7 separate regions of the Mus musculus genome follow, and regions 2, 3, 4, 5, 6 and 7 are each linked to region 1. Evidence: chromatin contacts called from public Hi-C, HiChIP or PLAC-seq and promoter capture Hi-C data. All regions are on one chromosome and are shown on one strand. The core of a region is the stretch at or near the end of the contact, and the rest is flanking DNA. Distances in the headings are between cores, read along the strand shown.

What was found. Promoter capture Hi-C pulls out the DNA fragments that hold promoters and counts their contacts. Hi-C and Micro-C count contacts between places; a contact is called where the count stands out from the background. HiChIP or PLAC-seq counts read pairs in DNA pulled down with a chosen protein or histone mark.
Region 2: a contact with region 1 is called in a promoter capture Hi-C map of second pharyngeal arch cranial neural crest. The contact joins the promoter of Mien1 here to the promoter of Rpl23 in region 1. A contact is called at or near these places in 5 of 39 promoter capture datasets (cranial neural crest, hippocampal neurons, liver and 2 more) and 1 of 115 datasets of contacts at active chromatin or transcription factors (pancreatic cancer cells).
Region 3: a promoter capture Hi-C map of pre-B cells shows a contact between it and region 1, with 5 times the contacts expected there. The contact joins the promoter of Nr1d1 here to the promoter of Rpl23 in region 1. A contact is called at or near these places in 6 of 39 promoter capture datasets (the C10 cell line, cranial neural crest, hematopoietic stem and progenitor cells and 2 more) and 1 of 115 datasets of contacts at active chromatin or transcription factors (embryonic limb bud).
Region 4: a contact with region 1 is called in a promoter capture Hi-C map of erythroid cells, with 7 times the contacts expected there. The contact joins the promoter of 1700003D09Rik here to the promoter of Rpl23 in region 1. A contact is called at or near these places in 3 of 39 promoter capture datasets (erythroid cells, liver and pre-B cells), 1 of 484 Hi-C or Micro-C datasets (B cells) and 1 of 115 datasets of contacts at active chromatin or transcription factors (pancreatic cancer cells).
Region 5: an H3K27ac HiChIP or PLAC-seq map of stem cell-derived neural progenitor cells shows a contact between it and region 1, with 4 times the contacts expected there. The contact joins the promoter of Pgap3 here to the promoter of Rpl23 in region 1. A contact is called at or near these places in 2 of 115 datasets of contacts at active chromatin or transcription factors (pancreatic cancer cells and stem cell-derived neural progenitor cells).
Region 6: a promoter capture Hi-C map of erythroid cells shows a contact between it and region 1, with 8 times the contacts expected there. The contact joins the promoter of Ormdl3 here to the promoter of Rpl23 in region 1. A contact is called at or near these places in 9 of 39 promoter capture datasets (the C10 cell line, cranial neural crest, erythroid cells and 5 more), 8 of 484 Hi-C or Micro-C datasets (CD4 T cells, CD8 T cells, double positive thymocytes and 5 more), 4 of 115 datasets of contacts at active chromatin or transcription factors (astrocytes, cardiomyocytes, extraembryonic endoderm stem cells and 1 more) and 1 of 9 other capture datasets (liver).
Region 7: a Hi-C map of B cells shows a contact between it and region 1, with 6 read pairs. The contact joins the promoter of Med24 here to the promoter of Rpl23 in region 1. A contact is called at or near these places in 4 of 39 promoter capture datasets (cranial neural crest, hippocampal neurons, liver and 1 more) and 1 of 484 Hi-C or Micro-C datasets (B cells).

Annotation. Positions count from the first base shown.
Region 1 is chr11:97,780,913-97,784,318 of GRCm38.p6, forward strand. Rpl23 (ribosomal protein L23) reads right to left here and starts at 1,527. Exons shown (of 5, transcript NM_022891.3): 1 at 1,432-1,527; 2 at 894-977; 3 at 422-550. The coding sequence starts at 1,444. It overlaps Snora21 (small nucleolar RNA, H/ACA box 21), which reads right to left and starts at 854; the gene lies at 727-854.
Region 2 is chr11:98,437,508-98,440,991 of GRCm38.p6, forward strand. It overlaps Mien1 (migration and invasion enhancer 1), which reads right to left and starts at 1,481. Exons shown (of 4, transcript NM_025559.2): 1 at 1,351-1,481; 2 at 1,140-1,237; 3 at 730-806; 4 at 201-638. The coding sequence starts at 1,439. The coding sequence ends at 555. Erbb2 (erb-b2 receptor tyrosine kinase 2) reads left to right here. Exons shown (of 27, transcript NM_001003817.1): 27 at 1-209.
Region 3 is chr11:98,773,590-98,777,570 of GRCm38.p6, forward strand. It overlaps Nr1d1 (nuclear receptor subfamily 1, group D, member 1), which reads right to left and starts at 1,788. Exons shown (of 8, transcript NM_145434.4): 1 at 1,129-1,788. The coding sequence starts at 1,159. Gm31862 (a long non-coding RNA gene) reads left to right here and starts at 1,822. Exons shown (of 4, transcript XR_880204.3): 1 at 1,822-2,225; 2 at 3,050-3,508.
Region 4 is chr11:98,356,147-98,359,851 of GRCm38.p6, forward strand. 1700003D09Rik (RIKEN cDNA 1700003D09 gene) reads right to left here and starts at 2,137. Exons shown (of 3, transcript NR_045477.1): 1 at 2,091-2,137. Ppp1r1b (protein phosphatase 1, regulatory inhibitor subunit 1B) reads left to right here. Exons shown (of 7, transcript NM_144828.2): 6 at 679-801; 7 at 887-1,650. The coding sequence ends at 924. Stard3 (START domain containing 3) reads left to right here and starts at 2,222. Exons shown (of 15, transcript NM_021547.3): 1 at 2,222-2,362.
Region 5 is chr11:98,398,358-98,402,039 of GRCm38.p6, forward strand. It overlaps Pgap3 (post-GPI attachment to proteins 3), which reads right to left and starts at 2,133. Exons shown (of 8, transcript NM_001033537.2): 1 at 1,858-2,133; 2 at 528-625. The coding sequence starts at 2,038.
Region 6 is chr11:98,585,623-98,589,562 of GRCm38.p6, forward strand. It overlaps Ormdl3 (ORM1-like 3 (S. cerevisiae)), which reads right to left and starts at 1,623. Exons shown (of 4, transcript NM_025661.4): 1 at 1,506-1,623.
Region 7 is chr11:98,727,596-98,731,446 of GRCm38.p6, forward strand. It overlaps Med24 (mediator complex subunit 24), which reads right to left and starts at 1,824. Exons shown (of 26, transcript NM_011869.3): 1 at 1,777-1,824; 2 at 1,190-1,392; 3 at 1,020-1,102. The coding sequence starts at 1,319.

The DNA.
Region 1 (3,406 bases), core at 277-2,776:
AAGTGTTCCATAAACCGCAGCAGTCAGACATGTGGCCGTGTCTGTAAGCCCAACACTGAGGTCCAGCCTGTGCTACCAAGTCAAGCCTTGTCTCAAACAGGGAGCTGAGGCATTGATCTCAAAGGCTCTCACATGTGTAGCTTCCTTGACAGCCACAGAATTAAGATCCCATCTTCCAACACCCAGAGAACTTCTACCTTCCACTACGACTTAAGGAGCCTCCCAGGGCCGGGCGTGGTGGCGCACGCCTTTAATCCCAGCACTTGGGAGGCAGAGGCAGGCGAGTTCGAGGCCAGCCTGGTCTACAAAGTGAGTTCCAGGACAGCCAGGGCTACACAGAAAAACACTGTCAAAAAAAAAACCAAACAAACAAACCAAAACAAGCAACCAAACAAAAAAACAAGCTCTCCTCCCCGCTCACCCTTTTTCCTTAGTTCTGGTTTGCCTTTCTTAACTGTGGCCATCACCATGTCCCCAACACCAGCAGCAGGAAGTCTGTTCAGCCGTCCCTTGATTCCCTTCACAGAGATGATATACAAGTTTTTAGCTCCTATAGGAAAAAAACAAACAAAAGTAAATTTTGTATGAGACCGGCAGAATTCACAATATAGAGTCAGCAAGGCTATACACCAAGTAACTCAGTCTCAGAAAAGCATGAACACAAACAAACCAAAACAAACCGTTTTCGTAAAACTCATCGGGCTTGTAAGTAATCTTTCAGAAGTGTCTTGTCACAACACCGATTGAAGTTAAACAACACAACACGTTGCCACTTCACCCAAAAGTGGTGTTTTTCACTCTGCCCCTTCTTGACGGCTCAGTGGGTCACTAGCAAAAGGCTCACTGAGTGCTTTTAAAAGGGGACGGTGGCAGGACGCGGCCGAAGGCCTCACCTGTGTTGTCTGCACAGTTGATCACAGCTCCGACCGGAAGACCCAGGGAAATCCGGAATTTCGCCCCGGAGGACCCACCGCGTCCTGCGGGGAGGGAAACAGACAGGACAAGGGTCCACATTCGGTCTCACAGTTCCCAACTATAACCCACCGCACACGCTTCGGCGAGGGCCGGCCGCTCCCCGGCTACCACGCACTTGTCACGGGACCCGGCCGTGCCCATTATTTGCATCCTCCTGCGGAAGAAGGAGACTGCGAGGCTCCAACCTCGTCTGCATTTGCGGGGACCGCAGATATCGCGCAGTCCCGTCGACCCCACGTTCTCCGTTCGGCCCCATGCTCCGCTCCTACACCAGCTCAACACCATTGGCATCGCCCTCTTTCAGGGCTCCCTCTAGGCCTCCGCGGTGCCCCCATCTTCTCTATCTCCGGCCCCGGGACTGTAAACTATCACCGCCGCCGGGGGCCGTCGCCAAGGGATGGGCGGGCCATCCCGCGCGGCAGATGCCAACGGATCCCCAAACTCAAAATTCCTCACCTCGCTTCGACATCTTGAACGCCCGGAAAGGGTCAGAAAGGAAGTTAGTACAGGGGACACTGGGATATGAACGGGAGGCCCCGCCCACTCAGCCACGTGACCGGACCTCGTCCAGCCCGCCTCCCTCCCCGGGTCGCAGCTAGATGACGTAAAAGGCCTGGGCCTCCGCGGGACCGTTCTGCGTGGGAAAGCTGCGCTTAAGATGTGTAGGGGCGAGTAATTTTGGGGCTACACCCAACGCCTCGGAAGTAATTGGCGATATGGACACATTGCCTTTTGGCTTTTTAAAATTTGCTTAACAGCTTCTTTTGAGCTCTGTGGCCAAGCCCCTCTCTGGATAACAGGGATTCGAAAATTATTGCTGCGGGTGTGGTGGTGCTCGCCAATAATCTCGGCATCGTGGGAGCTGAAGCAGGAGAATTGCGGCGATTTCAACATCACCTCAGCTACCCATGAGATCCTTCCTCAAAACAAATAAATACATGAGTAAAATAAATTCTTCTGTAAGGGTTCCTAAAGAACAGACACATGGGGCAAGAGCAAGTTCAGAATGGTTTCATTTGGCTGTGGAACAATTAAGTGGAGCGCTACAGATGAGTCTGTGTGTTTGGTACCATAACATTCTTTCGTCATGAGAGTTAACAATACTCTATTAGTGACATTCACACAGCCGCTCGGACTACAACTCAGTACCTTATTATTAATTATTCTTAGACTTAGCCCACAGCTAACCGTGACCGATTGATTGGCTTTGTTGCTTCTTAAAGATGTGCAAAATTTCGTAAAGCTTAAATATAGGATAGTTTATGCTTGCTTATAATCAAGATGGACAGGTTTTGTTTTGTTTTGTTTTGTTTTGTTTTGTTTTGTTTGGGGGGACAGGGTTTCTCTGTATAGCTCTGGCTGTCCTGGAACCCACTCTGTAGACCAGGCTGGCCTCAAACTCAGAAATCCGCCTGCCTGCCTCTGCCTCCCAAGTGCTGGGATTAAAGGCGTGCACCACCACGCCCGACTGGACATGTTTTAATTTATTAATATTAATTTCCCCTTTTACTACCTCAACCTCTCCCTATTTTCCTTACCTTCTGTTGAAACATTCATTCAAATGTGCGTTGAATACTTATATCAGGGCCAGATTCTGTCCAGATTACATGAGGGAATAAAATAGAGCATTATTCTTGCCTTTATGGGTTTTCCTCTGCCAGGGTAGAGGTTGGAGGCAGGTAATAGATACTAAATAATAGGAGTGGGCTGGAGAGATGGTTCAGCAGTTAAGAGCACTGACTGCTCTTCCAGAGGTCCTGAGTTCAATTCCCAGTGACCACATGGTGGCTCACAACCATTTGTAACGGGATCTGATACCCTCTTCTGGTCTGTCTGAAGACAGCTACAGTGTACTCATATAAATAATATAAATAAATCTTTAAAAAAAACCTAAATAATAGGAGTAATTGTGAGAGTTCCAGTATACAGTATATCGTTGTCAAACGGGAAGAAGTATTATGAAGAAAGGACAGTGAGGTATGGAGAGGTGAAGGGACAGGTTGCAATAGAAACATTAGTGCCTGATAGTTTGTCATCTCTCCTATTCAGATGCTATCCCAAGTTCAAGGCCACCCTGAACAATGTAGAGACCCTATCTGAAAATACCAAATACCAAATAGGAAAAATGGCTAGGGGGTGTCTCTCAGTACTGGAATACATGCCTAACATATGCAAGATTTGTTTGTTTGTTTGAGACAGGGTTTCTCTGTGTACCTGGGGCTATCCTAGAACTACCACTGAAGATCAGACTGGCCTCAAACTCAAACATTCACCTGCCTCAGTAAGACCCCCAAAGCTGGGCCTCTGCTCCTGGGATGAACTGGCCAGCACCCTAATGACTCGAGAGAAAACCGTACCTGATGCAAACTGCAAGAGGTTTTATTATCAGCTAGCTGAGGATGAAGTCCCTCTGCAGTGCAGGGCAGGGGAG
Region 2 (3,484 bases), core at 231-2,730, 660 kb after region 1:
CCAGAATGAAGTCCTGTCCTCCCAGTGGGAGAGGGGAGCTTGTGGAGAGCATTGCCATGTGACTTGTTTTCCTTGCCTTAGAAAGAAGTATCCATCCAGGAAAACCCCACCCACTAGGTGTTAGTCCCACCCACTAGGTGTTAGCAGGGCCAGACTGACCTGTGTGCCCCCCGCACAGGCTGGACATAAACACACGCCAGTTGACACAAGCATTTGTAATTACTCTTTATTGCCAAGAGCCGACACTGCCCAGGATTCAGGGAAAATAAGTTATAGCAACCGTGGCATCTGAAAGGTATTGCCACGCTGGGGAGAGGACCAAACTGCAGAGGGCACAGATCCCGGGAGAGCGATGGTGATGTTCACAGAGAACATCTCTTTTCTGCCTTTGGCCACAGAAATGTCTAGTCCCTCCTTGTGCCCTAAGAGGCAAAGTGAAGTCAGGGTCTTAGTTACCTAGGGCCAAGTGAGGGGCTAAAGGTAGAGGGATTCCTAGCGTAACCACAAGGAAAGGTTTAAACCCCAGAACCAAGCTTCCAAGAATCATTTCTTAGTCACAGGATGACACAGGGAGGCCGGCTGTTGGTGATCTTTTCTACAGGTTCTCCATTGCTGGCTCTTCGGATGGCTTCCATGAGCTAGCGGACAGAGACATGGGCGAGTGTCATGCACAGGAGAGGAGGGTGTGTCTCGTCTCAGCCACCCTCCCGAGGTACATTAAATACTCACGTCTTTCTCATAAGGAAACCCTCCATTCTCCAGCTTGGAGAACACCAGCTGTCCATTGATCTCAATCTCGAAGGCCCCTGGTAGGAAATAAATGCAAGAACGAACTAAGAACAACAGGCAGAAGTTCAGGGAGGTCCTTGGCACCACCTCGAGTCCAAGCAAGACTGTTCATGGCCTCGGCAGACACCGATCCTGAAGCCATTCAGCCCCAAACCCCAAAGTCCTCACCCGTGCGTCTTTCCAATACGCCATTAAGAGTTCCTTCACTCCAAACCCACAGTAGGCATTTTTGCTATGTGTCAGACCCTACTAGGGGCTTTATATACAACAGCCAATGTCAGCTCTAGAATGTAGGGAGAGCTGGAGTTTTATCACATGGACTGACTCAGCAGGTGCTCTGCGGACCTCACCTGTCCCCCCGAGTCGCGACTCAATCTCAATGCCCGGATACTCCTCCTTCACAGCGCTCGCCAGCTCCAGGTAGGTCGCCTCAAAGCCGCAGGGTTTACTGGGGAGAAGAGACGTGGAGTGAGCTGGGGTTCCGGGGGTGGGGCCTCCCGTGGATCCACCCCCATCTTGCGGGCGAGCACAAGAGGCTCCTTTTCAACCCGAGTGGCTTACCAGTACTCCACCACGATGTGGACTCCACTGCCTGCTTCCACCTCCCCGGGAGGGGGCACTACGGACACCGGCGCTGGCTCCCCACTCATTGCTGCCCGCTCCGCTGCAGGGCTGCTTCCGGGTGTGACGCCACGCCAAAGTCACGTGGGGGGCGTGTCCGTGGGCGTGTCCGGACCTCGCTTTGCGTCGGGGCGCCCTCTGCCGTCAGCAGGTACTGCTACATCTTGATCCAGCTGCAGAGCGAATATCCTGGACCAGCACTGATCCTGGGTTCTGAGAGCTCATTGGCATCCAATGCTCACAGTCATGGATTTGCTTACTAACGAACTGCCTGTGATCACAAAGCTATTTTCCATTTACAAAAGACAGAGAAAATGGGGCAGGCGGCCGAGGTAGCTGATGGTCTGTGATTGGTGTTGCTATTTACCTCTCGAACGATGATAGCGTTTGAAACCACACCATACTGCTTTTCTTTCGAGTTCTTTTTTTTTTAACTTTTAAGAATATTTTAATTACGTATATATGTGTATAAGTGTGAATTTATGCATGCGAGGGCATCTTTAAAACTTACTACATTTATTTATTAATTTGTGGACGAGTGTGTATTGGAGGTGGGGGCCATGCCATAGCATGCTTTTGAAGGTCAGAGTACAGCAACTTTCGGCCTCCTCCATCTTATCATGTGGGTCCCAGGGATTGAACTCAGAGTATCAGATTCTGTCTCAAAGGTCTGTCTCTTACAGGTCAAGCGTCTTCATCAGCCCAGAACTCTAGTTCTTTTGACTCTGAAGTGCTGACCCCCACTTTATGCACACTCCTCATCCCTGCCTCTTGCTAGAGGGCTAGTGTCATTGAACTCAGTTTGTAATTCTGGAACTGCAGCCTGGGTCCTCCCTGTCTCTTCCTTCCCTGAAGCACCACTACAGTATCGTAACAAGTCACCCATTCTGGTGTCCCTTGAAACTGTTCATTGTTGGGTCGGTCTGTGTTTGCTGAGTTCTGACGTCATCCCATCTAGTTATAGGATATTTCAATGGATCTAAGAAGGCCTTTCCTGTTTGCTTGCAGCTTCCAACTCCAGCCCCAAGCAATCGCTGCTCTGCTCTCTAAACTTTTCTGGACATTTCACATAAATGGACTCTTGCAGCATGTGACGTTTGCTCTGTTGTATCAGAGCAAGCCTCCATCCAGTGCTGTGTCCCAGGCGTTCCTTTCTATTGATGAATACTATTTCATTCTGTTGTATAGAAAAAGCACAGATTATTTGTCTATTAACATTAATCTGGGTTTCTTTGGGTTGTTTGTTTTGAGTAAATGTCTTGTAGATGCCTTTGTATGGATGTGTTGCCATTTCTCTTAAGTTCCTTAGAGTAAAATTAAAACTACTGGGCTGCGAGAAATTTATATTTAACTCTTTATGGATTGCCTACCTGCTTTTGTTTTTGTTTTTTGTTTTTGTTTTTTTTTTTCTAAGCAGCTGTAGCATTTTACACCACCAAAAGGGCACAAGGAGTTGTTTCTTCATAGCCACCACAAATACTGGTTGCCTGTCTCTTTGATGATATTACTTTTTTTTTTTTAGATTAAATTTATTTATTTATTTTATGTATATATGAGTAGACTGCAGCTGTACTGATAGTTGTGAGCCATCATGTGGTTGCTGGGAATTTGAATTCAGGATCTCTTCTCACTCCGGTAGACCCTGCTCACTCTGGTCGGCCCGCTTGCTCCAGTCTAAAGATTTATTTATTATTATATCTAAGTACACTGTAGCTGTCTTCAGACACCCCAGAAGAGGGTGTCAGATCTCATTATGGGTGGTTGAGTGCCACCATGTGGTTGCTAGGATTTGAACTCAGGACCTTCAGAAGAGCAATCAGTGCTTTTAACCACTGAGCCATCTCTCCAGCCCTGATGATAGTTATTCTTTTAGGTAATGCAATAGGCCATCTTTTCAAGTAGTCACATTTTTGCTGTTGGTTTTTTTTTTTTTTTTTTTTTTTTTTTTGAGACAGGGTTTCTCTATAGCCCTGGCTGTCCTGGAACTCACTCTGTAGACCAAGCTGGCCTCGAACTCAGAAATCTGCCTGCCTCTCCCTCCCATGTGCTGGGATTAAAGGCCTGTGCCACCTTT
Region 3 (3,981 bases), core at 538-3,037, 990 kb after region 1:
GAATGCAGAAAATGAATGTAGGCATGATTAGAATAAAGGGGTATAAGAATAATCTGGTGTGAGGTTTAGCTGGGACGTATAAACTTGAGGCCAAACAAGTCAGGGGTGCCCCCATATTACTCAAGTCTCGGTCATAGAGGGTAAGGGCCAGGCAGTCTGAGAGGAAAAGAAGCCAGGCGGGGGCGGTGAGTCAGCCCAGCTTCACCCAGATCTAGGCGGAGAAGGGCGGGGCGGGAGCCTGGCCCTCAGCTGGCCTCACGTCCCCACTCCACGTGTGCCCCTCGCACGTGGCACCCCAACGAGGAACCCCGGAACTCGAAGCACCGCCTTCTCCGCTTCCCTTCTGTCGCAAGGAAAACCCCGCCCTCGCCCCGCCCCTCCCGGGCGTCCTGGGTCGTAGGCTGGCCCTAAAACCAAGCTGGGCCGGGACAACTGAGGGGAGGAGAGAAGGCGACAAGCGTTGCTCCGGCAACTTGAGGGGCGGAGCTCATTATGTAACGAGGCCGGGAGGCAATGACCAATGAGATGGCGGCCACGGCTTCTACTGAATGAAAACAAATGCAGCACGTGGGCCCGGCTCTGCAGCCATGTGAGCCCTCCCCAGGCTAAGTCGCTGTGGGTGCCCTGCCTGGAGATGAGTCCCAAGCACCCGACTCCTCAAATGAAGCTCCCCACTGCCGCTGAGGATTCCCCTGTGAACTCTGACCCAGTCACGCAAACCCACCAGCCCGGATCGCCCCACTTCCCAAGACTACCTGGAAGTAGGCTAGAACTGTAGAAAAGGGAAAAGAGACAGGCATACTATAGCTGCAAGGAGTGGGCAAATGGGGACGTGTCCAGAGACTGCTTCAAAATGCTGAGTCTCCCTAAACTCTTCCACTCGCCACTGGTATCCACCCTCCATTTCATCCGTTCTCGGACTGAGGGGAACTCAGGGGGTGCTAGTGATGCGTTTTAGGCACATTCCCAGCCGTAATAACCCTCTTTAGAAATCTTACCTAGTGGCTTTCATCTTAGCACAGTAACAAACACCAGCCAGAGGGAATCCCCAATCCCTTACAAAGTTCCTCTCATAAGCCTTGGATGGAAATGGAGACAGTGACAGAGCAAAGATAAGAATCTCAGTACCTGTGTTGTTATTGGAGTCCAGGGTCGTCATGTCTTCACCAGCTGAAAGCGGTCATTCAAACTGGACCTTGACACAAACTGGAGGTTGTGATGGCCTCTCTCGCCCCCTGGGCAATGGCTGAGGGAGACGAGTGAGCCCCGCAGTTCGCAATCAGGATTCCAGGCACTGAGCAGTAAGGTCTTGGGGTGGCTATACTGCAGCCCTCCAGAAGGGTAGGACGCTGAGGCACCTGAGATCTGATTTGCATGGGAAGAGCAGAGAGTGTGTGTGTGAAGAATCAGCCTGCAGCAGTTCTGGCTATAAGGTAGCAAGGAGAGTCGGGTCTCTGCAGTGCACCGGATGCCACTCCTGAAGGCTCCGCAGTGAAGCAGGGTAATGAATCTGGAGCTCCGGGTGCAAAAGTCCCAAAGGAAGAGAAGCTGCAACCAGGAAGTAAGTAGGTGATGGAGAAATGAGGCACCAGGACGCAAAGAGAGACGTGTGCCCTGCTACGTTTCCTCAGCAGTAATATTTCACTCTGCCAATCTCAACCGCCTTTTGCCCGAGCCTTTCCCTGGGACAGAGGGCTCTGCGCAGGCGCCAGCAGCCCAGGGTTCCCGGGCCGCACGCGGCACTGGAGCAGGTACCATGTGATTCCAGGGAGCGCCTCGTGCCCCAGTGACACACTTTTCCAGCAGCCGGCACGTTGAGATCTGTGCGCCTGCGCACCGCCAGGATTGTTGGGATTTGTAGTCTACTGACAATGTAGGTGGAGTGTGCCTATTCCTTTTCTGCTTTGCAAAAGTGCTTGCTGGCAGCGGGGAGGAGCTGAAAGTGGACTGGGGTGGGGTTTTCTGAAGAGTCAGGGTGGCGTGTTTGGAAAGCCTTGTATGGCAAGGGCATGTGAATTCCTGGGGAGGGCCTGGCAAGCTTTACTGCTCCGTGGAAGATCAAAGCTAAAAGGCCCTTTCTGCAAACCTAGCAAACGTGAGAGCTTCACGTGATTGGAGAACTGACCTCACCCTGAGGTTAGTGGTGACTAGGGGGAGAAAGACAAGCTGGGAGGAGAGATTTCCCTTAAATCAAGAACTTAAGCATCTTTTGCTATGGTGACAAGGTGGGCGACAAGCAGTGTAAATAAAACCCCTTTCTCTTCTTCACCCTAACCCCAGCCCCCACGGGTAGGACTGGCATAGCACGGGGATATCCCTAGGGACTCCCTGTTTGCTTATATGACACCACACTGCCCACTCAAGTGACTTTGGGGTGAGTCATTTCCCTTTGTCTGGGAAATAAAAAGGAGAACAAAGGGAAAGTGCTCTGAGGTCCTCATAGAGAGAGGGGGGTCTGCTCTCTGCAGGGCTTCATGATAGCAGAAGAAGCCCACAGTTTAGGGAGAACATGAGGATCATTTAACTCCCACCCCTCAACTCCCCGAATTGGCAGGGTGTAGTGGCTCGTGCCTGCAATCACCGTCCTTGAGAGGCTGAGGTAGGAGGACTGTCGTGAATTTGAAGCTGACTTGAGCTGCAAAGCAAGCTCCTACTAAGCGAGGAGGGAGTGAGGATCTTCCCTCCTCTTACTGAAGAAGAAAAGGGACCGCCATCTCAGGGACTGGCTCAAGGTCAGGCATTCACTGCTTATTTCTTGTGACCGTCCCGTCCCTGAGATGGCGGATAAATGAGCACATGAAGCACTTAGCATCTCTCTCAGAGCAGCAGTCATCTCAGGAGTGAGAAACACAGAGGCCTGGGGGAAGGGGTCTGTTCTCTGGGGCTTGGGTTGTAAAGAGAGATGGACACGTATCTTCAAGCAGTCGAGTAAGCCCCAGCCACCCTGCTCCTATCTCCAAGTCCTCTGTAATCTCTACACTTGGGGATGGAGGGGGGGTGCTTTTTTTTTTTTTTTTTTAACCTTAAGTCTTTCTCTACTTGCACTTAGGAAGCTCCAGAGAGTTCTGGGAATCCTGGGAAGCAAGCTACCTTGGAGTCAGAGAAAAGCATACGGGGAAACTGAGCCAGGAGGACCACTTTGAGCTCAGTGATTTGAGACTTAAACAACATGAGACCCTCAAAGCTGGAATTAGGGGTACCAAGGAGAAAGAAAGCTGAATGTTAAGGTCAATGATCTTGACCGGGTTAACCACTGATCATCTGAAGGTTAGACTTTAGCCCTGTTCCCTCGTGCCTAACGGGCTTGGAAAAGAGGGGGAGCAAGCATTTCTCCCGCTGCCCTGGCCCTTAGGTCCAGAGCTAGGAAGCTGCTGCAGAGCACCATGGGAGGAACTGGGAGGAGCTAAGACAAACAAGGCCAGAGGCTTTTCAGGAAAACTTGGTTTTGAAGTCAGCCTCCGCTCCCTCTCCCTCCTCCCAGCCAACTGTGTGGAGGGAGAGCTGGGAGGTAAGCTGCTCTGTCCCTGGCTGCCTGCTCTTTGAGACCTTTGATTGGCTCAGAGCCAGGCAACCCCCACCCCACCCCACCCACCTGGGTATCTGAGGACTGCTCAAAATCCAAAATCGGTCCCTTGGTGCTGTCTAGACGTTCCACCCCGCCTAGTCCCAGTACTACCTCTCAATATCGCTCACTCCCCTGCTTTCTTTAGTTGCTCTGGGTCCCCCCAAGGCCCTCAGCACTGTTTGCAACTGTGGTGGTCCTGCCCACGTCCTCTTGCTGAGAAAGTTTTCATATCAGGGAAGGGCCAGAGATCAAGACTCCCTCCTGGAGTTCACAGCTAGTGAGAAGAGGGAACTAGAGCCCAGAAATTCATCCAGCCTGACCCTGCTCTTGGCAATGAGCAAGGTTGTTTTGTAGTCTGTGTGAGGTATGAAGCCAGAAGCTGGGAGGAAGGGAAGGAGGGGCCTTTACATTGAACT
Region 4 (3,705 bases), core at 887-3,386, 580 kb after region 1:
CCTGGTGCACATTAAACTTTTTGGACCTGTTTTTTTTTTTTTTTTTTTATGGGAATGACACACAGTCTCCCGCTCCCATTCAGCTCTTGGGCTCAGACAAAAAAGCCTTGGGTCTCCTTCTTGCATCTCTGGCTGTGAGGTGTCAGTGAGCTCCTTCTGAGCCCCCACCCCCACCTGAGAACAGATGGGAGATGAATGAAAGCGACTCCCTCAGGAAGGAGAAGGGGGCCCTGAGTCACATGACCGGACCCTCAAGGAACAACATCAATTTCCCGAATTCCGGAATAACTCTGGAGACCAGTTCTGGGCCTCTTGAGAGTATAGGATCTCATTCTGCAATCCAGGTTGGCCCGAATCTTAACAGTGCACCTCAATCTTAATCAATGACCTTGAATTCAAAGCAATCCTCCTGCTTCAGCCTCCTGATGGCTGCATTTTTAGTGTAAGCCTCCACACCCAGCTTCCCAGAAGGTATTATCTAAGGTAATCTACACCGATCTTCTTACATAATATTTCCTTTGGAAAAGTGCCCATGAACTAAGTTACAATCACGGGGACAGAAGTCCAGGCCAGTGTTCTGCCCGTTATGCAGCAATGGATGTCTCAGAAGCTCAACCTCAAGCCATCAGAGAGCACCAGAGGGGCACTCAGCCTATGTATGTATGCCCTCTCTTTCAGTGGGGCAGAAGCCTACTTGTGGCCGGGGTCTGGAGGGGCCCTGGGAGCGCCCACCTCCTCTGGATGAGCCCCAGAGAGATGGAAACTCTGAGGACCAAGTGGAAGGCAGAGCAACACTAAGTGGTGAGCTTTGGAGTGTGGGCTGGGGAGGTGGGTGGGAACCTCATGGGCCAAGCCTGGCCTTGAGTCCTCTTTATTTGTCTTTCAGAGCCTGGAGAGGAACCTCAGCATCCCAGCCCCCCCTGAGCCTGGCACATAAGCTCAGAGCCCTGTATCTCCCAGGAGGAAGTGTTCCCCAGAAACCCACTCTGTCCCCACCCTCCTTTGTACCCTGTCTTTCACCTGCTAGGGCTGCGGCTTCTGACTTTTAGAAGACTAAGGCTGGTCTCTGTTTGCTTTGGCTGAAGCCCAGAGTCCCCAATGCCTTTCCCTGCCAGTCATTCTTCTATTTACCCGGTGGGAGTAGGGAGGTGAGAGAGCCCACACTGGAAACCCCAGAAGGCCATAAACAACCATTTATTCTCCACAAGTCCCCTCCCTCTCCAGATTCTCTCCCCTGGGCACAGGAGACCCACAGGGCAGGTCCTAAGATCTGGGGAAAGGAGGTACTGAGAGCCTACAGGTGCCCTGAGATCTCCTCCTTCCCCTACCAGTGGTGGGCGTTGAGTCCCCAACCCTCTCATAGACTTCAACCAGGGCTCAGGTCTCACGCATTCTTTGCAGAGCCTCAACATGTCCCTCCCTTAGTATCCCATTCCTGCTGGGTGCCTGCAAGATGGACTGGCAGAGGCTGCTTGCTGCGTTTTGTTTGTGCTTTGGTGCCAGGAATGCACTTACTATCTGTCCTTAGGGGGCCACACAGTGGGGGGAGCCTGGTTCTCCTTGTCCTCCAGCAACTTGGTTCCCTTCCCCTTCTTCCCTTACTCTAGGCCTGAACCCCTCCTACGCTGTAATAAATCTTTGTAAATAATTGTCCTGAGACTCCTCTTTCAGGGGAGGGAGGAGAGACCGGGAAGTAATGGTATGTTCTGACAGGAAAAATGGTGGTTATCTTAGGGTCAGGATCTTGCCTCTCGTGTCCAGCCCTTCCCAGGAAGGAGCCTTTCCTGCAGGCTATACGCATGGCAGACATACTAGCTCCTGAGGGAGATGGCTAAAAGCCAGGGGAGAACAAAGGTCCTTTAAATATGTGTGATGGATGTGGTGCTGCGCGTCAGTAATCTCAGAACTTGGAAGGCTGAGTTCGTGGCCAACCTGAGAACGTCTCAAAAACGAAAAATGGATTTCTCCAAGGGACTTGTGCTCACAAATCGGCCCTCACACAGTTCCCCTTCACTCCACAGTGTCAGGCCTGTATGATCTAATAACCAAGACACCCTGGGGTTTTATCCCTTGCTCCTGCACGGTCTTACACAGTTTAACTTCGGTTGTGGCTCCGCTTCCGGACCTCGTCTCCGAGAGAGGGGCGGACCGGGGCGGAGCTTCAGGGTCACACGAATCCCGATTGGCTTTGGGGGCGGGCTCGGGGGGGCGGGTTGGCTTTGGGGGCGGGCTCGGGGGGGACGGGCTCAGCGGCGGAAGTAGCGCCGCCGGGAGCTCTCCTTCCGCTCTGAGGAGTTGCCAGGCCGTGGAGCGGGACTGCGGCTGAGGCAGGAAGAGTGGGGGCCGTGGTGACATGAAGCAGGTGGGTTGTGCGGCGGTCGCAGGCACCGGGCGGTGGTACAAGAGCTGTCTCTACCCGACGGATCCCGCTTTCCTGCCCGGTGTCCGTCTTTGGTTCGGTCCGACCCAGCCCACACCCCTCGCGCTCCGGGTTCCGCCCCCTTCCTCTCCACTCGCTGCTGCGCGCGCAGGGCTGGGGAGGGGGTGTCTTGGTCTTTACCCGAGAGGGTCCGGAGGACGTCTGCGGCCGCTTTCCTAAGCCTTCTTTATAGTAAGAGGAGAGGCAAGGAGTCGGTATCTAAGTATTATGGGGGACAGAATTGGGTGTGGGAAGGGGCCAGACTCAGGGAAAAACATACTAATCGGCTGCCTCTCTGCCACCCGCTGTTTCCCACAACTTCCGTTGGAAACATCCACGCATAGCTTCCCAACGATATCAGAAAGAAGGCTCTTTAAACTCTTCTCAGAAGTGCTTGCTACTGTTGGCTTTCATTCCTGACATACTTCCACCCTTTGACTCCCCAATATTTCCTGATTTTTCCTCTTACCTCTCTGACAAGAGGGCAGAAGAATCTCTTTACGTTCACGCTGGCCCAACCCGCCTCACTGTGCATTGATCCTGGATGGCCTCATCCACTGTTGTCGCATCAAGTTCACGTTCACTGAATATTCAGATGGACGATAGCAGCACATCCCCTTCCTGGGCTCCAAATTAGCTGCCTGTCAATTATGCCTATGGGATACCTTCACTTTGGGATGATCTCACAGGTTTCAAACGTGAGCTGATCTTTTCTCTGTAAATTTATCCTTCCACTCTTGTCTTATCCAGGAGAAAAACTCCGGAATTGCCTTAACATCTTTTAACCCTGTTTGCTCAGAGGTGCCAGTATAGCTAACTCCCTGAACCTTCTCTGTCACTACCCTTGTTGACGTGTCTCTGGACATTTCCAGCAGCTTGTGGTCCTAATTGCTTGCAGGCAAGTCTTCAGAATCTAGCTCTTGCAGACTTTTATATCACGAGTCTGGTTATGTCACTTGCTTGCTTCCCATTGCCTGTGGGGAAACGACTGTGTGCTTGTTTACTGTAAGATGTGCCTGGCTCACATAGGGTTCTTCGTGTATATAGCAGCACCTCTTTCCTCTCTGATCTGCTGGGCCTCCTCCTGATGTATCCTTCAGGAGTCCTGCTCAGAGAGCACCATCTCCACACTGCCCACCTCCATCTCAAAGGCTGGCCGCCCTGCCCATCTGTGTCCTCTGAACACTCTTAGTGTCATAGCTGACATATAGACCCATGCACCAGCCTGCTTGAGTTTTGATATTGTTTTGAGACCTTGATGAAGTCAGTATCTTCCTTTCCTCTTT
Region 5 (3,682 bases), core at 883-3,382, 620 kb after region 1:
GGCTGCTTTGTGGTAAAGTAGGGTGACCAGTTCCTGGCAACCCCACAGGCCAAAATGAGGTAACAGTGGGCACAGAGCCGAGGTGGTGGTGGGGGTCTGAAGGGTATTTCTGATGATCTAGACTCTGACTGGAGAAGCAGGGACAGGAACATCTCAGTCAGGGTCTGTGGGTACTGCAAGGGGGTCTTTCTGCTTGTGGTTTTGTTTTTTGGAGAGAGGGGTTCACTATGAAGCCTTGGCTGCACAGATTAGGTGGGCCTTAAATTCACAGAGAGCCACCGGCCTCTACCTCCCAGAGGCAGGTATTAAAGGTGTGTGCCATCACAATTGGCTTGGGACACAGACCTTATTCCTCCAAATTCAGAAGCAGGACACACTGGCACCCTTGGAAAAGGAAGAGATGCTGAGCGCAAGTACCTGTCCTATCTCTCCGCACCCTGTGACACTGCATCTCAGGCTGCTGGGATGGCATGGACCAGCTCGGGGCTGAAGGGCCACCATGTACCATCCCTGAGCCCCCGACTCACCTTGCCATGGAACTGAGGCACTCTGTGGCCCTCCTGAAGGTAGAGGCCAACAGTGAACCACATACACTCATACTTGCAGTCGTCCCGACAGGTCCAGCCTGAAACAGACAAACAGGACTACAGCTGTGTGAGGACTTAGGGAGGCATAAGCCTCCAGGCACGAATGGAGACCAAGAGGACCTGAAGGCTGGACAGAATCAGCGGAAATCTCAGAATCTTACTTCCCAGTTGGACAGAGAAGAGAGGGTGGGTGTGCGCTCGAGCACGCACGCACACACACACACACACACACACACACACACACACACACAGCGGGGGGGGGGGGAGAATATATTATATCAGTGGGAGCAAAGAGAATAGTTTCTTCTCCCTTGATCTAAGCTCTTAGGATCTGGCAGGCCCCTCTTGGAGACCTAGGTTCATACTTGTCCATCCTGAACCCAGGGAGGGATCTTTGGTGCCCTCCTATGTCCTGTGAAAATCGAGCTCAGACCTTTCATCAGACTCCTCAGGTTCCCCGGTACCTTTGTTTCCTTATTGCCCCTAATCTTCCTGCTCCCTGATCTCTGGGTAAACCAAGATGCTTCATGTACCCAAATCCTCCTAGGACCTCCAAGCTCTCTGTTGCCTCTGTCTGGAATGGAAACCGGATAATAATGTGGAGGAGCTGTTGGTCAAACAGGTCAGATCTGGGAATTCTGCTCTGCCACTTTACAGACGGTGTGACCTTGGGCAAGGTACTTAGTCTCTCTGAGTGTTCTCATCTTTAAAGCGGATTAGGGAAAGTATCTGACGGGGTTGTGGTGAAAGCCAGCTGACCTGCTGTGACACCCGTCCAACGTGGGTGCTCAATATGTTGGTTGACATCAATTCCATCCTGTTTAAATTGTTCTGTGGTTGAACACCCTGCCTCCACCCACTGAAGCTGACTCCGTCCCTTTCACTTCCAAATGCGTATAGTGCTTAACCTATGGGCCCATTAGGTCTCAAACTATTCTGTCTTGGAGAAGGCTAATGTTCACCTGCCTGGGGATTATAAGCCCAGAAGGGCAGGCTCCTGGTCTGCTTCCTGGGTTACTTCAGGTCTTCTTTGTATTTAAAAAGTAGTGGTTTGAATAAATAACATGAAACCTCTGGAAAGGTGGGGTAGGCTGATGCAATAGCCCCCCCCCCACCTTCCCACCCCTCCACACACACTCAGGAGGCTCCTGACATTAACACTCTTGAGAGAACGCTGAGGGAAACTGAGGTTCTAAGTTGCAGAACAGCAGGGCACAGTAGGCGGAGCCAAGACGAACAGGCGGGGCTTTCACGGGTGGGCGGGGCTTACCAGCTAGGCTCATGTAGATTGGCTGGCGGGAGCGGAAGTGCTTCAGTGCGTCTCCCGAACAGTTCCGTTCCTCGCATCGGAGCACGCAGTCGCGGTACACGGGCTCGCGGTCGCCCTGGGAACCCCCCGCGAGTCCCACTGCCAAGGTTAGCAGCAGCAGCGGCGCCGTCCGCTTGGCCATTCTGTCACTGTGCCCGGCCGCTGAGGGAGGAGCTTGGGAGAAGACGAAGTCCCACTTCCGTAACAACCGGAAGTACCTGTGTTCATCGTTGCATCCTCCGCTGACGCCCGCCCACTTTAAATAAAAGTTCCCGGATTTCAGTGGGCGGGTACCCCACCTCTATACTGCTGTCTCCTCTTTTCATATACAGCACCTAAGGAGAAGGGGCGATTTGCGCCCAGGAGCAAATTAAGTGTACTTTCTCCCTTCTATTTTACACGGTCTTTGTTTCAAGCAGACGCCTTTCTGTCACCCACTCTCTTAGATTCCAGTTTCCAAATGTTCTGGGTACCCCACTTATCCCCATTTCTTATGTCAGCATCTTGATTAAAGACGCTGCCATTAAAAGAGCTGAAGAACTTCTTAACAGGTGTCTTTGTCTCTACTTTGGTCCCCTCCAGTAGGCATTTCTCTCCTATTTAGCTTTGTGTTACTGTGATAAAGACCAACTTGGGGTTTGCTTTATGTCACCCCATCACAAGCCATCATGGAGGGAAGCCAGGGCAGGAACCTGGAGGTAAGAGCGGAAACAGAGGCCTCGAAGGAGTGCTGCCTACTGGCTTAGTCACTTAACAACACCCAGGACCACTTGCCCAGGGTTGGCACCTCCCACAGTGGTATGGACCCTCCCATGTCAATTATTAATCAAGAGAGTGTCCTCTGTAGACTTGCTGACAGGCCAGTCTGAAGGAAGCATTTATTTTCTTAATTGAGGTACCCTTTTCCCAGATGACCCTAGCCAGTGTCAAGCAGACACAAACACAAAAACGAACAACAACAAAACCCAAAACTAACCACGGCTCCACTTTCTAAAATTCAAGGTTGACCAATCTCTTTCTTACAATTCCTTACTAACTCCTCAACTCAGCCTGGCCTGGCCTGCTGGTCTTCACTCTGTTGCTCCAGATGCACTTTAAAGGTCCATGTCTCCAGAGTCTCTTGTCCTTGTGTGCTTTGGCCCTCTTGCTCCTGCTTGTTTTCCTGTTACCAATTAAAGGCTGTGTTTTAAGGATGATTGTTAGCACTGGATGGATACTATGTAGTGGCTTGTCTTTCCCCGATGGGATGGAGTCCTTTCTTGTCCTGCTCACCTCTGGCACTAAAGTAGAACTTTGCTTTCCATGGGAGACACTTTGAGATCCTTCTTCCTTCCTTCCTTCCTTCCTTCCTTCCTTCCTTCCTTCCTTCCTTCCTCCCTCCCTCCCTCCCTCCCTCTCTCTCTCTCTCTCTCTCTCTCTCTCTCTCTCTCTTTCTTTCCTTCTTTAAGTAAATGAACAACTTAAAACTGTCTGGGTGGGCTAGCCACCTGTGAGTGAAGGCTCTTCACTGAACTCGATTCCCAGAACTCAATAAAGGTGGGAAAAGAGAATCCTCTCCACAGAGTTGTCCTCTGACATCAAGTGTGCTGCAGCACACACACACACACACACACACACACACACACACACTCACACACACTGCACTCTCAGGGGCTGGGGAGGTGGCTTATCAGTGAAGAATGAATGTTGTTCCTGCAGAGGACTAGAGCTCAGTTCCTAGCATCCACAGAGGCAGCTCAGGGTCATTTGCAAATCCAGCTCCAGGGGATGGAAGAACTTTTTCCTG
Region 6 (3,940 bases), core at 373-2,872, 800 kb after region 1:
CAGGTGGACATACGCCAGGGACCAAACTCCTGGCTCATTAAGACAGATAACTGGTCCCAACAGAAACCCAAGGAACTAGAACACCAGTTGTTTACCTTCCTCAGGCCTTAGGGCCCTTAACAGAGCCCACCCCTGGGACATCTACTATGTAACAGCCTCCATGGGAGGGCAGGGACTGAGAGCTAAAGTCTCTGAAAGATCATTAAGGTGAGGAAAAGTTTCCCAAGTCTCGGCAGAAACTGCTGTCCTTCTCCATTACACAGCCCTACAGTGGCACAGCTATAGACACAACTCCCTCACACTGCGGTTCAGTAGTGCCAAACCTCTGGCTGGATCCCAGGACTGCAAGACCCTCCACTCCTTTCTGGCTCTAACAGGGCATCTAAGAGAGCCTAGGTGACCCCACGGGAACTGTCTTCCTAAAGCCTAAGTGCTAGTTGTCTTTTAAAGCAGGTTAGGAACTTCAGGAGACTGCTGCACCCTCTTTCACCATCCTCCCAAAAGTACTCCTGAGACTTTCCTGTGGCTTTGTGTATTTCCATTAGGACACAACTGACCTTTCTCCCAGAAGTGAAGAAATAGGAGACTGGCAGGGGCAGAAAGGTCTGGGGTGACCAGACTGAAAACTGCTACCACAACTGGCAGGTAGCTGGTGTGATTTCATAATCTGCCTCAAATCAGAGCCTGAAGCAACTCCGTCCTGTTAACCACTTTTTTTTTTTTTAAACTTTTGGCTATGGTATAGCTCTTTGCCTCTTTTCCATGCAGGCCCAAGCCAGTCTGTCAGACACTCATGCCAAGACCAGATTACCACCCCCATCTCCTCCCTCCCGCCTTCCCCCCCTCCCCGCGGCGTTAACCATCCGGTAAGCACTTCCCAAATCCCTCCCCAGTTTAAGACTTGCCCTTTATACAGCAAACCTGTTCCCAAGGGATCCCAAGAGGGAGTTCATGCAACACACAATGTCGCTTCCACTCGGCCCACCCTCAATCTGCAGAACCACGGTTGTCCTCGCCAGCCCGACTCCTGGACTCAGGAAAGTGGGTGTGGAAAAAAAAGCAAGCCTCCACGAGTCAGGAGCGAGGGAACGGTGTCCTCGATATCTTGGGAGTATGTGTATGAGAACTCCTTCCACGGGGCCTCCCGCTTCTGCTCTGCAGCCTGGTACCTCGCACTAGCAGTCTGGCCGGGTTCGGGGCCCAACCCCCATCTCCACGCATTCACTCAACCCTGGAGGCAGCCAAACCTTTATCCCTTAAGTCCAGCCGTTCCCCGCCTCCCACCCCCAGCTGCAGCGCTCCTCCCGGATTATCACCCCCGGCCCCCTGCTCCCACTTTCCTCTTTTGGCACTCCTTCGCCTGATGCACGCACTCTCCACCCCCAGCCACCCAGCTCAGGTCTCCTCCTGCGCGGACGCCTCCCCAGCAGCAGCCTTCTCTCCCGGCTCTCCAACCCGTGGAGCCTTCGGGCTTCACCACTCCGATGCCACCCGTCTGGACTCACCGCGCGGGGTTGGAGGTCGAGGGCCCGGGAGAGAGCCCGAGAACCCGGGCCGCGGCCGCTCCAGCAGCTGTAACAAACCAGCGGCGGTGGCTACCCCGCTGGCAGCTCTGGCCGAATCAGCTCCCCGAGCCGGGGCGGTGACGTCACTACCACGCGCCTATCACGTTGTGCCTCTTGGGAAGTGTAGTTTCTAGGCTGCCTCCTCACCGGCCCGCCCGGCGCCTCCTGGGAGTTGTAGGCTTTTCCCTGGTCTAGCTTTTGATCCCACCGCGAGCTTTGGCACCCCGCAGAACGTCCCACCCTGACGCAATAGTGAGATCAGATGCTGTCTCTTTGGTGCGTTAACAATTGTAGCTTTTGCATCTGCGCCCTTCACGTGTTGCACAAGCGGTTTGTCCATGTCCCATCTTGTAGTCGAAGACTTAAGAGTTTTAAGTAACCTGCATTAAGGCCCTGCTAAGATAGCCTGACCCTAAATGCAGAGGTTGTTTTGGTTTGGTTTTTTCCTAACCGTCGCTGCCTGGGCCCCGGATTATCTCCAGAAGCCGAGAAACACTACCCTTTGCCCCGAAGGAGCCCCATTCACTCCCGGGATTACATTTTTCAGGACTTTAGTTGGGTACATGTGTTCAGGGTAGAGACAGGAGCCTGTGGGCATCTTTGGCCCACCTAGTCTTTATGCTTAATCCTTGCTGGTGTAGGTCTGGCCACTCCTGGATCTCCTCCCTACATCAGGTATAAAATAGGATTTATGTCATAGGACGAGACCTTACTAACGTGAGGAGCTTTGAGCTTCTGTCTGAGGTTAATACGTGTAGCTTTAGGTAGGGAGCCTCATTTCTGCAACTTTCATGTCTGGAAGCTCTGAAAAGAAGGGCACAGACTTTATTGCTAGGTACATATAGTGTATGTACATCTTTATTGGCAGAGTAAGCCTGGACAAATGACTTGTCTTAATCTCAGTTTTACAGCTGTCAAAACTTACTCCCAAGGTTGCTTTGATATTTCAAAAGAATGTCATACAAAGCACTTCTTATCTTGTAGGAACGCAACTAGAGTGTTCTTTGGCTCTCCTAGGTCACTCCCACTTTCCACGTCAACAATAGAGGGCCTCCTTTTAGTTGTTTCTACTTCCCCCGCCCACCTTCTCAGTCTCGTGCCCATAAACCCTGGCAAGGCTGGAATGACAGGAATAGATGACGTAACAGATGCCAGCCTGGCTGGCTGTATATGCGCGACGGACTGAACATGCGAGGACTGGAAGGAGAAGGCCTGCCCGGACAACCTGGGGAGCTTTTTCCTTAGACCCGCCCATCATCAGGGAGCTGCCAGAGGGGGTGGGGGCGGGGAGGAATAGCTGTCTCCGGCCGGAGGCGGAGCCCTGGAAGCCAGGAGTGAGTGTATATCTATCTGACTTACCCTGAGAAGTAAAAATGGGCAGCTTCTCAAGTATTCCAGAGGCAGGGGCCCTTCAGATCCGAACATCTAACTAACCGTCCTTCAGCCTCTGTGAGACTGAAGAAGCCTCACAGAGACACCCCCACACTTCCACACTCCCACACCGCACCTCCACCCCCTATTCCCTCCTGCTCAGCCTTAGAGCCAAAACAATGGGGGGGGGGGTGTTTTTGTTTTTGAGTTTTGTTTTGTTTTTTTTCCAAAATGAACTTGCCGGATTCCTTTGATTTTTTTTTTTTTTTCCTGGAATTCTTCCATTGTCCATCAAGTTGGTTGAGCTCTGGATCTTTGCCAGTTTTCTCCCATCTCTGTGAAGTTCAGGGACCAGACAGGGTCTACATCTCAACAAGGCACTCTGACTAATGCAGACTCCATTGGCAAGGTCACTGGCTATGTCATGGCCTATTAATAGCTCCTGTTATCAAGTTGTTTTTTTTTTTTTTCTTCCACAATGGGAATGAACAAAGTTCTGGTTCTTTCTGCCTTGTGGTAAGTTATGGATCACATTCCACTCGAGTTAACTCGAGTCCCTGTCACCATCTCCTCTAATTCATTGCCTCAAGACAACCAAGTCTTCCTCTAGCTGTGACGCCTGAGCACTGTTCAGGAAGAGTGAAAGCACAAGGCACCGGGGAACACGCAATCCCTGGGACAAAAGATTGACACCGTGTGCCAAGGAACTAAATTGTCCATGCCCTGAAGGCATGACTGTATCCACATCTAAGAAAGCAAACCCATTTACAGCACACGGCTCCGTGTGAGAGGTTGTGTATCCCAGCAATGTCTCTAGCAGTGAAATCCTGAGAGCCATGTAAGTGCCCAAGAAAAAAGGGAATGCTCTATCCACACTGGGCAGAAAAATACGAAACCACTTATGGCTGTAGAAACTGTGGCATCATGGGAAAACAGCTGCCGGATGATATGAAAAGATAAGGATAGAGACTTCGAGTTTCTCAGGGATGTCGTCAGCAAAACCT
Region 7 (3,851 bases), core at 574-3,073, 950 kb after region 1:
TTCAGTAGTGGATAACTTATAATTTGTCCAGCCCAGCCTGTGTAGAATTATAATTTCCTCTCTCTGCTCTTCATTCTCATTCATCTGTGTGGCTAACTTCTACTCACCATAGAGACCTTGGTTTAAACATCACTTCCTTTAGAAAGCCTTCTGTGATTGCTCAGGCAGGACTAGGCATCACTTCCATATCCTCTCTTCATTTCTATACTCTGCCCTAATCATACCATAAACCCCATCGCTCAACGATTAGCGATAGTCTGCATTGCCTTCAACTTCCCTTGTGTACTGGGATCAAATCCCCAGGACTTACCATTGTGTGACAAACATTAACATTTGCAAACACCCAGAGAGGGATTATAATAGCTCAAAGGTAGAACACTTGCCTAGCATCTGCAGGTCCTAGGTTTGATTATCAACACCCACCCACCCCCAAATCAATTGTGGGAGGCGGTAGCAGAAAAATCAGGAATTCAAGTCCATTCTGGGCTACATAAAACACTGTCTCAAAAACAGAAACAAGGATCTGGCAAAGAGGCTCAGCAGGTGAAGGTGTTTGGCGTGCTAATATGAGTTCAAATCCCCAGAAAGGTGGGAAGAACTCTACAAACTCTACAAAAGTATCGTTTTTGTTTTTTTTTTGGTTTTTCCAGACAGGATTTCTCTGTATAGTCCTGGCTGTCCTGGAACTCACGTTGTAGACCAGGTTGGCCTCGAACTCAGAAATCCGCCTGCACCTGCCTCCCCAGTGCTGGGATTAAAGGCGTGTGCCACCACGCCTGGCTACAAAAGTATCTTACCTCCACAAGCATTCTGCGATGTGCATGCCCTCCCCGCCCATAAGTACATGTAGTTTTTTTTTTAAGTTTTACTTGTAAATGTATATGGAGAGAGTAAATAAATGTAATATTCATTCATTACAACAAATGGAGTGTTATTTTTGCAATAAATTAAGCCTAAATGGACAACTGTCAGTTCTCCAGGTGTTTCACCTCCAAAAGCCAAGAGTCGGGAATCTTTACCTGGGAACTAATGGCGTACTTCAGGTACGACAGGATCAGAGGATTGGGGGAAGGCCCAATCATAGCCTGCTCCAGGAGCGCTTCTGCAAGGAAAATTAAAGTAAGGCTGAGTGTTTACAGCTTTTCTGAGGACACCCCTCCCATCCTTCTTTGCCCATTTTACTTGAGACCTGCTAGGTTGAGAATGTCCCAGGTGGCTCCTTTGGGGAAGAATTTTTTCATGTTGATTGCCCATTGGTAGTCACTCCATCGCTCTTTCCAGGCTTGCAAAATGGCCTGCTTCAGGTTCACCACCTTCATGATGTCACTCCAAGGAGGCGAGATGAGTGACAAGGTGGGAGTTTAAAAACGGAGCCAGATGAGAACTGGAGTTCTGAGGGAAAGAACAAGGGAGACATAAATAGAACGGAAATTCGAGAAGGTTTAAGCAAAACAAACAAACAAACAGAAAAATAAACAGAGAGGAAAAAAACTAGGCAGAGTAGAAGGCGTCAAGTTAGCGGCTCTGTCACCTTCTCGGTTTCTGAACAACCGTTTCTCGAATTGGGACAGAAAGTGTCAACAAAGCCCTGAAGCGAGCAGGAAAGGGTTAAGCCCGCTCCGGTTGTCTAATTATGCCCTTCGCTCTAGCTGCGTTCCTCACCACTTCCACCCCAAACCCAGATCTACCCTCTCCCCATTGCCTCTACCTTCCTCGGCCCTGAAGTTGTAATTCCTTCTTTTCCTACATCTACCATCTCCCCAAATTTAAGCCTACCATACAAACCGGTTGTACATCGTAGGCAGCGCCATCTTGACACCTACTAAGGAAATCATTTACCATTGGCCGGCGGCAACACACACCAACCAATAGAAACGTAGCAAGAGGCGAGTCCTGCCACAATACCTTCTGGGAATTGTAGTTCTTTGTCTAAGACTTGTCTAAGCTGCCAAACAGGCAGAAGGATTAATCTAATTGGTTCTGGTGGTTTTTATCTGAGATAATCCGAAGAGCTGAGGTACGCTGGTACCCAGAGTCTCAGGGTCTATGGAGAAACCAACTCTCTGTCTCCCAGTGATGTTGCCATCTATCCCTACCTTCAATCATTCTGATACTGTGGCTATTTCCCAGAAACGAGGCATAACAGTGAATTCTAGCCTGGCTTCTGTTTTGGCTTCTAACCTGGCTTCTATTTGGGTTTTGGCCTTTGTTCTCGAAAGCCCCTGTAGGCACTAGAGCTCTCATTTTCATATTTCTATTCCAAAAGAGACACTGAAGTGTGGGTAGCAGCACACATACCATCATTTTAACCCCAAATCTGACAATTCTCCCAGAATTCACTGATCCTGAATACTGTTTGGATACAAAAGGAAATAAGGAGAAAACAGAAGCTGAGCATGGCACCACGCCCTTAGTGCCAGCACTCAGAAGGCAGAGGCAGCTGGGTCTCTGAGTTTAAGCCTGGTCTACAGAGTGAGTTCCAGGACAGCCAGGAGGACTACACAGAGAAACTCTGTCTAAAAAACACAAAACACAAAAACAAAAACAAAGAAACAAAACAAACAAACAAACAAAACAGAGGAAATATGGGTTAAGATTATTGGGTGTCTCAAAAACTGTTTAAGAAGGCCTCGGGGGCTGGTGAGATGGCTCAGTGGGTAAGAGCACCCGACTGCTCTTCCGAAGGTCCGAAGTTCAAATCCCAGCAACCACATGGTGGCTCACAACCATCCGTAATGAGATCTGACTCCCTCTTCTGGAGTGTCTGAAGACAGCTACAGTGTCCTTACATATAATAATAAATAAATCTAAAAAAAAAAAAAAAAAAGAAGGCCTCGGGATCAAATGTGGTATTGTGGCTAAGACCATTCTGCACATTTGGAGGCAGAGCTTTATCACCCCTCTTTTTCTTGGCTCCCAATCTCATATCCCAAGGAGATAGGTCAGCCTGTTTCTTCAAATTCTGTCTATATTCCCCAACCCATTCCTCTTCTGTCCCACATTCCTCTTTGTACAGCTATGAAAGCACTCTACACTGAACTACAGCCCCCTCCCTGAGCTACCTTTTGACTGAGAATCAGGATAAATATTGAGAAAACAGTCCACATGGGCTCTAAAACTGGCCTTGTAGACATGTAGGAGACTAATAGGATCCTGGGTACCTGGAGCACGCTATGAACAGGGAGAGTATAGCTGGAGTACGGCCAAATCACATCCTTCTAAGATGGGTACTGCCTATGGTCTTCCTCCATCTCTCTCTACACACACACACCCATTTTTATTCTGCTCTTTTGTGCCTTCCCAGGGGATACTATTCGAGAATGGTATTTATACAAAATAGCTGCCAAGAATGTGGAGCCAAATCTTCCAAAGCAGGAAGGAAGGAGTTCTCAGACTCCTGATTCATAACCTTCAGACTCCCCCTCCAAACAGACCTGCACTCCATACTGCCACATTTGCCCGTGGTGAGCCCCCTACTCCTTTCCTGTTACACAGCCCAATACCCTACCACCACCATCACCATCATAAATTGTTTCTGGATACAGCTGCTCTTTCCCTACCCCTCAGAGCTCAAACGGCCCCTCTTGGAAACAGGCTGTCAATTCTGTGAGTGCTCCTTATTGAATTAGTGAGTGTTGGTCCACCCATATGGGAGGGGGTGGAGATATTTAGGCCTGGGGATGGTTAGACTCAGAGCTCAAATCCTTCCCTCTGGCACAAATCCTGGCAGATTTCTGAGAGGGAGGGTGCCCCGCCTCCACCCTTCCTAATGCTGAGAGGCAGCAGCTTTTGGTATTGAGCCATCTGCCTTCCCTGGTCCCCGACTCCTCACCAGCCGCCCAGGCTTCAGG